2 separate regions of the Sus scrofa genome follow, and region 1 is linked to region 2. A link is a contact called in public Hi-C data. All regions are on one chromosome and are shown on one strand. The core of a region is the stretch at or near the end of the contact, and the rest is flanking DNA. Distances in the headings are between cores, read along the strand shown. Region 1 has its middle 140 kb from the start of FGF1. Region 2 overlaps RNF14 (E3 ubiquitin-protein ligase RNF14).

What was found. Hi-C and Micro-C count contacts between places; a contact is called where the count stands out from the background.
Region 1: a contact with region 2 is called in a Hi-C map of liver, with 6 times the contacts expected there. The contact joins two enhancer-like sites. A contact is called at or near these places in 1 of 5 promoter capture datasets (fetal liver) and 10 of 47 Hi-C or Micro-C datasets (alveolar macrophages, embryonic fibroblasts, fetal heart ventricle and 6 more).

What each region holds. Positions count from the first base shown.
Region 1 is chr2:144,095,154-144,100,601 of Sscrofa11.1, forward strand. No RefSeq gene overlaps it. Among named protein-coding and RNA genes, the nearest start is that of FGF1, 140 kb to the right of the region's middle. Within about 2 kb of position 2,443, at least 1 of the 83 cell types and tissues checked has an H3K27ac peak or open chromatin away from gene starts, as enhancers often do. A contact at or near this core is called in liver, where this site is marked.
Region 2 is chr2:143,581,568-143,587,577 of Sscrofa11.1, forward strand. RNF14 (E3 ubiquitin-protein ligase RNF14) reads left to right here. Exons shown (of 9, transcript XM_003124007.4): 5 at 3,321-3,848; 6 at 4,706-4,934. Among named protein-coding and RNA genes, the nearest start is that of RNF14, 9.7 kb to the left of the region's middle. Within about 2 kb of position 2,549, at least 5 of the 83 cell types and tissues checked have an H3K27ac peak or open chromatin away from gene starts, as enhancers often do. A contact at or near this core is called in liver, where this site is marked.

The DNA of each region.
Region 1 (5,448 bases), core at 1,193-3,692, 510 kb after region 2:
TCAGAGATGCTTCCATTCCGTTTGATGTCTTTCCCAGGGGGCCTTCCTTCACCCACCCCGTCTCCTTCCCTCCTGAGCTGACTTTAAATTCTAAGGTCAGGAACTGATTAAGAAACTGAGTCCTGCTGCTTTTCCTAAGCAGTGTGGAGGTCCCCGGGGATGGGGGGTGCTGGAGCGGGTGGGAGCAGCAGGGCAGGAGCCCTTGGCCCCTCGCATTTCAAACTGCGCTCTCAATGACTGAGCCCAGAGATTCCTCTCCGTCTGGGCCTTCCCCTCCAAAAGCCCACCCTTAAAAGGAAATGATAAGTCCTCACATTTTTAGCTTAATTTTTCCCATTTGAGGGATTTCAGAGGAAGCAACACAGGGCGTTGTGTATTTTCACTGCTATTTCTTTTATTGCCAAAGCAATACACAATCATGGTAGTAATTTCAAACAGCCTCATTTCCAGGCACAGCCGCAGTTACCAGCATTTTGTATGTCCTTCCAGCACTGTTCTAGGCACACACAAGCCTACAGATGGGTGTGTGTATGTGCACACATTTTTAACGCAAATGGGACAAACTGGACATCTTGTTCTACAGCTTGCTGTTTTTCACAAAACAGCGTGTTTTGGATGTTTGCCATTTCAGTAAATTTGGATTTACTCATAAAAAATTGCTACGTAGGGTTCCGTTGTACCAATGCGCTAATGTACTTCACTAGCTTCCTGTTAATGAATATTTAGGCTGGTTTTGCTTTATTACAAACAAAGCTATAATGTGTTCTAAATCTGTACCCAGATCTTGTATTTTTAGAGCAGCTTCCATTTAGAAGTGTATTTTTTGAATTGAAGGGTCTGAGAAGTGCAAATTTTGACAGATGTTGTCTAATTGTTTTTCAGAAAGGTCATACCAGCTTTAGGTCAAGTTCAGAATTAAATGTTTGAGAATGCTTGATAGTCTATACCAGCACAAATATACATAAAATCAAATATTTTAACATTGTCATTTTAACATCATCAACCTTAAAATAAGTGTACCTTATTATTTAAATCAGTGCTTCCTTCAGAGTGGGCTTCAAACCTTACTCCCCCAAAATGACTATTTTTGTGAACTTCCTGCACATGTAAATTTGACCATTTTCCTGTTGTGTTATTTATCTGCATCTTAACGATTTGAGGATTTCGTTATATATAAAGGAAAATAATCCTTTTCTGTCACAAGTACTATCAAGAGTTCCCCTTTTTATCAGTTGCCATTTGGTTTTGTTTATATTTTTCTAGATAATATGTGAAAAATCATTTTAACAGCAAATGTATCAATTCTTTCTCTTTTTTCCTTTTGGACATGCTTAGAAACTCTAACATAAGCTGAAATTGAAAAAAAAATCACTCCTGTTTTCTATTTGTTACATGCAAAATCTTTAATTCAGCTAAAATTTGGGGGGAAGAATAAATGCTATGATAGAGGACAACCTTATTTCTCACTTGCATGACCACTTGTTTCACACTCTTCATTAACTAATGCATCTTTTTTTGGGGGGGTGTCTTTTGTCTTTTTAGGGCCAAACCGGTGGCATATGGAGGTTCCCAGGCCAGGGGTCTAATTAGAGCTACAGCTTCCGGCCTTCGCCAGAGCCACAGCAACACCAGATCTGAGCCCCATCTGCGACCTAATCCACAGCTCACGGCAACGCCAGATCCTTAACCCCCCGAGAGAGGCCAGGGATCTTACGCGCAACCTCATGGTTTCTAGTCAGATTCGTTTCCGCTGCGCCACGATGGGAACTCCATAATGTGTCTTTTCTTAGCACTTTAAAAGATAAAATTTCTGGGAGCTCCCTGGTGGCCTAGTGGTTAAGGATCTGGTGTAGTCACTGCTGAGGTTTGATGGTTGGCCAGGGAACTTCCGCACGCTGCAGGCAGAGCCAAAAAAAGGAAAGGAAAAGGAAAAAAACCCAAAAAACAAAAAAAAACTTAATATGAGAATAGTTACCATTCCATAATGATGGCTTTCCCAATATCCCAATAATGCGATGTTCTTTAGAGAAGAAAATAATTTGATCCTTCAAGACTAACTTTGAGGATGCTGAGCCGCATCTTCCAGAAAGAAGCACAAGTTAATTGCTAGTATTTGACATGTGCTTGTGAAATGAATGAATCCCAAAATGGATTTCCAGAGGCTGTGTTTTCCGTTCACTCAGTCCAGAAGCTCTCATTGCCTCTTGGCGCAGTCGCCTGTGGGATCACAGAAATGATTCTAAGCAGTATTTGTCCTCAGGAAGTTTGCAATCCAGTAGGGACACGATAGGTATTTCATCCTGTGGCGTGTGCCTGCATCTGTGTGTTTACTGCTCATTGAGGGGGGCCTTGCGTTCCTGTTTCTGGGGCCATGAAAAGGTAAGAAATGGAGGTTCAAATTTGTTTAATTGATTGTTTCAGGAACTAAGCTGTTGAGTAAGTGAAAGTTGGAACAGAACCACAGAAAATACTGGAAGGGAGCTCCATGTTCAGAATGGATCCTCTGGGTGTTTTCATCTGTCACAGAAGCAAAGTCCTTTCTGAGGAGAGGCCCCCACCCCCGCCCCTGCCCCAACACAGACTTTCAGAGTGGAGGGACCCACAGGAGAATAACTGCTAATTATTAGTCCCAGCTGATGAACTCACGCTCTGTGTCTCACCCGCAGCCTCTGCTCAGTAGCAGAGGCTGTAATCCAGCTACTCAAGAGCTGTGGCAAATAGCATCAGTTCCTCTCCCTGGTGGGTCGCTACCTTCCCAACCCTCGACACGCTGTGAACACTGGTTTCTTATGGGGTGAGAGTGCCCAGCCTAAGACAGTCGAGCCGGCCCGTTTCCTGTGCTAACTCTCTCTTCTGCAGTGTTAGTTCACTGGGGCTGCCATAAAAAAACACTGGGTTTTTACTTGGTGGCTTAAAGAACAGAAATTTACTTCCCACAGCCTGGAGACGGGAAGCGTTGGCAGGATCACCTTCTCCTGAGGCCTCTCTCTTGGCTCAGATGGCTGCCTTTTTGCTGTGTGTTCTCATGGTCTTTCCTCAGTGTGGCCAGAGCATCAGTCAGATTGGATCGGGGCCTACCCTACTGGCCTTATATCAACTTAATCACCTATTGAAAGGCCATGTCTCCAATCTAATCTCATTTTGAGATACCAGGCTAGATCTTCAATATATGAATTGGGGACAGGGTTGTGTGTGGGGGTGCTGGGGGGGCTCCATTTACCCCATAAAAGGGACCAAAACTAGTTAAGACTTAAGGAGACTATTAAGACTTAAGAAGAACTCTACTGAGTGCTCCCAAGATGGATTTTCTTCCCAGATCAATAGACCTTTGTGAAGAGAAAGCTTGGGATGGTGATGCCTGGAGCCGTGGCAGCTGTCTTGTCATCATGAATTGAAAAATTTAAGCACAAACAACCTTCTCACTGGGTATGGTTAAGCAGAAGGATGGAAAAACCTGCAGCCTTCACAAAATTGTTGAGTTGTGGAATGAATCCCCAGGTCATCCCTTTCCAGATTTCTTGTGAAGTAAAGAGTAAATGTCCTGACAGTGGTTCCACCGTAATTAGGTTCTCTGTTCTTTGCAGCTACAAAGATTCCTAACTTATATGGAGCATCATTATTTCTCCACTGAACTTCACTGACTCTCAGGGGAGGCCTGGCTCACGTGTCTCATGATAATTCTAAACTTTGGGATGCTGCTTCTCTCAACCCCCTGCTCGGGCTCATCAGCCAAGAATTCATCTAAAATCATCCTGAGAGCGTTCACCTTTTATGCTGACTCGGCAGAGTTTGAGGAGTTCCCTTTGTGCTAAATATGACTTTCGTTTATTCATAAAATTGCTCTATAATGTCCTAAGGACTATTAGAGTTCTCATATTCAGGGATTTGGTGAACAAATCTACATTCTCGCTATATCTTAACTGTGGTTTTTATGGATCTTAAACACACATACCCCTTCTAGCTCTGACCATTAGCACTAGAGGTTGGGTGTCCAGGGGGAGTTTTGATCTCTGTTGTATATCCTTATTTACAGCTTTACCTTGTCCAGTTATTATTGAAAACATGAATTCAAATTGTAGTAACTTGGAAGGTGGCAGGAAACAGAGCCTAAATCTCTGAATCTCCCTGTTTTCTAAATGAGAGCCTGCACTGTAATTCCTTTATTAGCTGCTAACTTGCCTCTTTGAGTTACTCTTCCAGGAAGTGCTTCCCCCAGCTTGGGCAGGAAAGAAGTGGTGGAATGGTGGATGCTGTGGCATGGCAGGTGAGAAACAGTCCTGGGAGTTAGTCTGTCCGGGTCTGAGTTCTGCCTCTGCCACCTACCAGTTGTGTGACCTTGGTTAGCTCACCTCTTTCAGCTTCAGTTCCCTCATCCCAGATGGTATGGAAATTAGGGTTCATGTCATGGAGTCGGTGAGAGCGTTCTGTGTGTACCATCCGTCAAGGGCATGGCTCAGTGGCCAGCATGTCATAAACACTTGCAAGGTGTCTCCTGTTGCTGTGGCTCTGAGATGTCCACACTGTGCCAACATCATGGATTTAGCTTTCTCTGATTCCCCCTTTTTGGTATAATTTTAGGTTTAAAGAAAAGTTGCAAGAGGCTCAGAGAGTTTTCACATGTGCCTCACCCACTTTCTCCCTTTTAACATCTTACAGTGCCAGGGTACACTTGTCAAAACTCAGAAACTAAGACACGTGTACATCACTATTAACCAGCTTAAATTGACCCCAGACTCTAATCCACACTGCCTTCTGGCATCCTGTCCTCAGGTCCCGCTGGTCTGAGAGTTGCTCAGGCTTCCCTTGCTTTTCATGACCAACAGTCTTAAGAAGTGAGTCCTGGACAGTTGAGTAAAAGTAAAAAAATCCATGCTCTCTTGGCCAGTCCGTACTTGTTTTGTCCGAGTCTTCTGAGCCTCCAGACAAGGCGAGGGCACCCATCAAAGGAGAAGAACTTCATCCTTCTCCTTGTGGGTTTATGAAGGGTGCCTTTGGAGGGGAGCAGGAAATAGAGCCCATGTCTTAATCTCCCTCTTTACTGAATGAGAGCCCTGGTGGTTCCTTCTGGAAGACTCCACTTGCCGACGAGTCCTGTATATTGATGGAGGGCAGAGGGAGTGTCCCGGGGAAAGCGTGGGTGTGTTGGGGGTGAGCTTGGTGACTGGAAAGCCTAACTTCTCATTTCGGTTGACTGCTGGGCAGCATCAGAAGCTCTGTCAGCCCTCATCCTGAACCCTTCCCCTTGACTCCACTGGATAGCCCTACAGCCACCCCTTCACATTTTCAGTGTCCAAGGACAGAATTCATCTTGAAAGGAAAGAGAAAATCTCTAGTTGAGCAGATCCACAGCTGGGCATGCTAATACCCTCTCAAGCTTAGTACTTCTCCATTCATGGTCAAGTTCAGACAACCCCGAAGGACATCTGAGGTCCATTAGGTCCAGATTTA
Region 2 (6,010 bases), core at 1,299-3,798:
TGTATTGTTTCTTTGCTTGCCTTGCTATTTTCCCATTTAATCTGCATTGTACTGGAGACTAGAGATGCTCCTCTTTTCCCTTAAGCGTTGGTGTTGCTTTTTTATCCATTCCTTAAATGAAAGTTTTAGTTGTAATTAGGAGAAATAAAGTTGAGCTAATGTAGTTATAATGAATTGCCTGAGAACACAGAAAAGTGCTTTTGCTTTTATTTATTTATTTTTTGTCTTTTTTTGCCTTTTCTTGGGCCGCTCCCGTGGCATATGGAGGTTCCCAGGCTAGGGGTCGAATCGCAGCTATAGCCACTGGCCTACGCCAGAGCCACAGCCATGCGGGATCTGAGCTGCATCTGCGACCTACACCGCAGCTCACGGCAACGCCAGATCTTTTACCCACTGAGCAAGGGCAGGGACCGAACCTGCAACCTCATGGTTCCCAGTCAGATTCGTTAACCACTGCGCCACGACGGGAACTCCCGCTTTTGCTTTTAAAAGTCTGCGTATTTAGGACGGAATCGTAGACCGCGCTCCCCTGGGCGTAAATGCACAGGACTAGAAATGTGTGCGATCCCTGCAGAGAGCCCCTGAAGGCTTGAGATCATTTCCTCTGGGTTATACATCCTTTCTTGGTAACAACCTCACCTCTTAATTGAGATGTAAATAGGGCTGGAAGCTAATATAACGTGTTCTGGGATAGATAACGGATCAATAGCCGCTTCCCTTGCAGACGTCTCGATGGAGATTGATAGGCCGATGTATTAAGACGAAAGCGGTCAGGGTTCCTTGAGCTCAAGGAACAGCCTGTCAGTTTTTCCTTTCGGATCAGGTAATTTTCGTTCCCCACCCCTGCTCATCACCAGCCTGATCCCCGGGTGAGAGTGCTTTTGTAAAATTGGACTTATGTTTTACAAACCACATTAAGCTTTAAAAAAAAAAAAAGAATAATCCTTGCAGGGTAAAAAGGAATCTTACCCTGCATTTTCGTATCTGTGCCAGAGGCAACCCATTCAGGACAGTGGATTCTTTGCTCAAAAGAATATCGGGGATGTCTGCCATTTAGATCCCTGAGCATTGACTGAATTATTCTTTTTCTCTTTTTTTATTGAAGTCTAGTTGACTGAATTATTTGAATTATTATAATGTCCTTACAAGTGCATGTGTGCCCTCCACACACACGCATGCACAAGACAAGGGCAGATGAACCACGCGTGGGGTTAGTGTTTCAGATTTTAGCCGGAGAGCATCGACTTAACGCTGGCCTTTGGGATCAGGGAGAAGGTTGCTTGAACTTTTATGTTACACGTCTAAAATTACAGTACGGGCAGTTCCCATCGTGGCTCAGCAGTAACGAACCCAACTAGTATCCATGAGGACTCGGGTTCAATCCCTGGCCTTGCTCAGTGGGTCAAGGATCCGGTGTTGCCGTGAGCTGTGGTTTAGGTGGCTGTGGCTCTGGTGTAGGCCGGCGGCTACAGCTCTGATTAGACCCCTAGCCGGGGAATTTCTGTGTGCCACAGGTGCATCCCTAAAAAGCAAATAAATACATAAAAGTAAAATTACAGTAGGATTCTCCATCAAATAAGTTTTTGTCCGTGCATTTGGCATTTTGATGGGTCTCCTATTCCTTCTTGGTTCAGTTTCTTGTATGTTACCAGACTCTGATTCCTTGGTGAAAGCACCGAATCCTAACCACCAGGCCACCAGGGAACTCCCCAAAGTCCTTGGCGTTGTAAATTTCACCTGTGGATAGTGAAGTTGAGGCATGGACCTGTCTCTCACTGGGTTCGGTTGGCAGACAGCAGTGGGTTTCGTTTTCTAGTGCTTTTCGTTATTTCTCTTCCAGTATGTGTGCACGACGGTCTCTCTCCTGCTCTTCTCTTTCTGCCTGCCTAGTTCCTCGGGCTTGTGTCGATCCCAGACGCCTCCTTTGAGAAGGGCCCAGAGAGGAAAAGAGGATGCAGGAGAAGGGCTTCTGCATGGGACTCGGTGGCCCGCAGCCCTCACAGCCTCCCTTTGAGTGTTTATTAGAGTTCACAGATTCCAGCAAGTTTCTGGTTGATCGGATAAGCACATTCATGCAAGTGTAGAGAAGCCTTCGCTGTCCGATCCTGAACTAGTCAGTGTGGGTTTAGGCTTGTGCGTGTGTGGGCTTTAGTGACCAGCACGACTTGGCACAGCATGAGGACGAGAGAACGGGCACCTATTTCACTTGGTATTTAAATGTACGCGTTTATTTGCATCTGGAAGGCGTATTTTTTGGATGTTTACCTGAAAAGAAAAGCTGTTTATGACTCCCGAGCTCTCCTTACTGATATTTTACATTCGTAATGGAAGAGCTTCTTATATTTGCTTTTCGAAGTGAACAGACCAGTTTTAAGGGGGAAGTGTTGAAATAATTTCAACTTTGGTTACTGAGGAAACCTGAGCTTTCCCTGGCGCAGCCAGATCGTGTTGAGGGCTTGTAATCAGGCCCAGGTTTGTGGGTCTGCCGTCGCCTGTGAGCCAGGGCTGGGGCAAGCCCGGTTGCTCAGTGAAACTCTGTTTGTCAGTCCGAAGAATGAGGACTCTGAGGTTAGATTCTGTTAGCGATGCTTTCCCGTGAGTTGGCTTCGTCACAGGACTAAAAAAGTTAATTTTAAAACTGGGATGGCATTTTTAAACCCGTATGTTTGCGATCATTATTGCAGGGTATCTACAGGGCCAGGACGCCAGAAGAATAGAAATTGTTCACTTTAGAACTAGATCCCTTTTCCTACATGAAATAGACAGCAATACTTAAAGCGAAGAAAAACAGAACAGAAAAAGTCCTCCAGTTCATTGGCTCAGATGTAAACTGAATTCTGCATCTGGTGGCGTCTTGCCATTTCTCTTGTTTTCATAGTCCTTTATTTACTTACTTGTTTACTTATTTTTGGCTTTTTAGGCCCACACCTGTGGCATATGGAAGTTCCCGGGCTAAGGGGCAAATCAGAGCTGTAGCTGCAACCTACACCGCAGCTCACGGCACCGCCGGATCCTGAACCCACTGAGCGAGGCCAGGGATCGAACCCGCGTCCCCTGACCCACGACGGGAACTCCCCATGGTACTTCTTTTAGCTTCCGGCCTTGTGTTCTCCTGTGCTAATTTGTGTTGCTAACTAGTTTTAAGAAGCGCTCCATTGAGAGCGCTGGTGCGGTTTTGCAGCACAGTTTTATCACAGCAGTAAAAACGTCGTGTTAGGAAGGGGAAAGGCCCAACCTCAAACGGTTTCAGGGGAGGTCAGGAGTTCACATCGTCACCACCATCTTTCCAAGCTCACCAGCGTTCTCGTGTCCTCTCCTAGCTGTCTGCTCTCTGCAAGCACTTAGACAACCTGTGGGAGGAGCACCGCGGCAGCGTGGTCCTGTTTGCCTGGATGCAGTTTCTCAAGGAAGAGACCTTGGCCTACCTGGATATCGTCTCTCCCTTCGAGCTCAGGCTGGGTTCTCAGAAAAAAGTGCAGAGAAGGGCGACTCAGGCCTCTTCCAGCCCCGAGCTAGATTTCGGAGGAGCTGCTGCCTTTGACCTAGACCAAGAGGAAGCTGTGGACGAGAGAGCCGTGCAGGATGTGGAGTCCTTGTCCAGTCTGATCCAGGAGATCTTGGACTTTGATCAAGCTCAGCAGATAAAATGCTTTAACAGTAAATTGTTCCTGTGCAATATCTGTTTCTGTGAGAAGCTGGGGAGCGAATGCATGTACTTCTTGGAGTGCAGGCATGTGTACTGCAAAGCCTGTCTCAAGGACTACTTTGAGATCCAGATCAGAGATGGCCAAGTTCAGTGCCTCAACTGCCCAGAACCCAAGTGCCCTTCAGTGGCCACTCCTGGTCAGGTAACTCTCCTCTGTGCTGCCAGCTGCCCCCTCAGTCTCTGTCACCAAGGGAGACATCCTCTCAGCGCCGTCCTTGGTAGGGCCTGGGGCCAGCCCGTGCTGTTTTTCCCGTGTGTTCCTCAGGCGTGCTGCATCTTCCTTCCCAGCTTACACTACAGCTACAGCTGTAGACGCTGCCTCTGCTGGCTTCGGAATGGGAGGCCCCTGGCAGGGACGAGCATTAAGAAAGCAAAGGCATTTTGGTGATTTGTTTTGTCCATCTGCCAGGTAGGGGCACTACTACCTTGTTTTGTGTGAGTTTGGATCCGAGGGCACGGACAGCCAAATGTTTGCAGACTTAAACGCAACGACAGCCTGCTTGAGAGTTCCCGCTGTGGCCCAGTGGGGTAAAGATCCAGCGGTGTCTCTCTGGGAGCAAGGGTTCAGGCCCTGGCTCAGTGCAGTGAGTTAAGGAGCTGGTGTTGCCACAGCTGTGGAGTAGGTTGAACCTGTAGCTTGGATTCAATCTCTGGCCCAGGACCTTCCATATGCCACCGGTACCGCCAAAAAAAAAAAGAAAAGAAAAAAAATATATGTGTGTATATATATATATATATATATATATATATTTCAGCTTTATTAAGGTGTAAATATACCCATTTAAAGTGTACAGTTTGCTTAGTTTTGACAGATGTGTAGACGCATGTAACCCCCATCTCAGTCAGGATACGGACTTCCCATCCTTGGCTTGATTTTGAGGTGAGATAGAGGGTTTTAATTTACGTGCATCTGGCTTATACCAGCGTCCTAAGGATCTCTTCAGGGTCAGAGCTGGTTGGGACATCATCAGACCTGTGACGTTGAGTGTTTTCCTCCAGGTCAAAGAGCTAGTGGACGCCGAGTTATTCGCCCGCTACGACCGCCTTCTCCTCCAGTCCACCCTGGACCTGATGGCAGACGTGGTGTACTGCCCCCGCCCGTGCTGCCAGCTGCCTGTGATGCAGGAGCCTGGCTGCACAATGGGCATCTGCTCCAGCTGTAATTTCGCCTTCTGTACACTCTGCAGATTGACCTACCATGGGGTCTCTCCGTGTAAGGTGACTGCAGGTGAGCCGTGACTGCGGGCACTCAGTCTCCCAGTGCAAACAGCCTTATCGCTTCAGTCCTTGAGTTTGGAAGTGTCTGTTCAACAGATGGTTTTGTGTCAGCTACTGTCCTAGATTCTGGGGATGGGGTACAGCAGGGACCAAATGCCCTTTGTGGAATTTTCCTTCTCATGGGGGAGATAGGCAGACAAAATAGGCAAGAATATTAGATGGCAGTGAATACTGAAGAGGGAAAAATAAATAAGCCAGGGGCAGGAGGTGAAATGTCCAAAGGGAAAGGGGCTTGGGATTTTATTGAGAAACACCAGCGAGGCCTCGCTGGCAGCGTGGTTTGAGTGAAGGCTTGAAGGAGGTGAGGCGACAGGCCACGTCGGGGGCGCATGCCGGGGACGGAGCGGCCAGGGAGTTTGTGTCTGTGCATATAGAGTACTGTGCGTCCTGGAAGGCAGGCACGGAGCATCTCAGCGGTCCCTGTTTCCACGGTGCACACGTGTGCTCGGCCGTCACGTGCTTTCTCCGTGCGCCCAGGGAGGCCTCGGGATCTTCCCCAACGCAGCGCTTCAGAAGGCCACCCTCTGCGGAGGTGGGCACAGAGAGGGCACCCTGTTAGCCACTTCTGCTCTGGATGAAGATGAAGAGGTCAGGCCCTTGACACCAGTTTAACTCGACTTTGGGGACTTAGCCTTCCTCAGACCAGCAGGGGTGATGGCCATAGCTGCTTCATGAGGTTACTGTGAGGTCGAAGTGACCTGTTGTCGTGCCACTCAGACTTGGTAGGGTTGTTACACTGGCCTGTGACATGACCAGTGCAGAAATTGAGAGTCAGGGTTTGAAACTGTAATGGCGATTTCCCAGAGTAATTTTATGTCGGTCAAATATGATAAAAATTTAGGCTTAGGTTTTTTGTCTCTATACTCTCATTTTTCAAGTTATTCATTTGATTCTGTTTTGCAAAGGTATTGGTCCTTGACATAGTGGCAGGAAAAAACTGGTCCTTCACCATAGTTTGAGAAGGGGCTGATGCATGTCAAACGCAAAATGGTAACTTTTTTTTTTTTTTTTTTTGCTTTTTTGGGG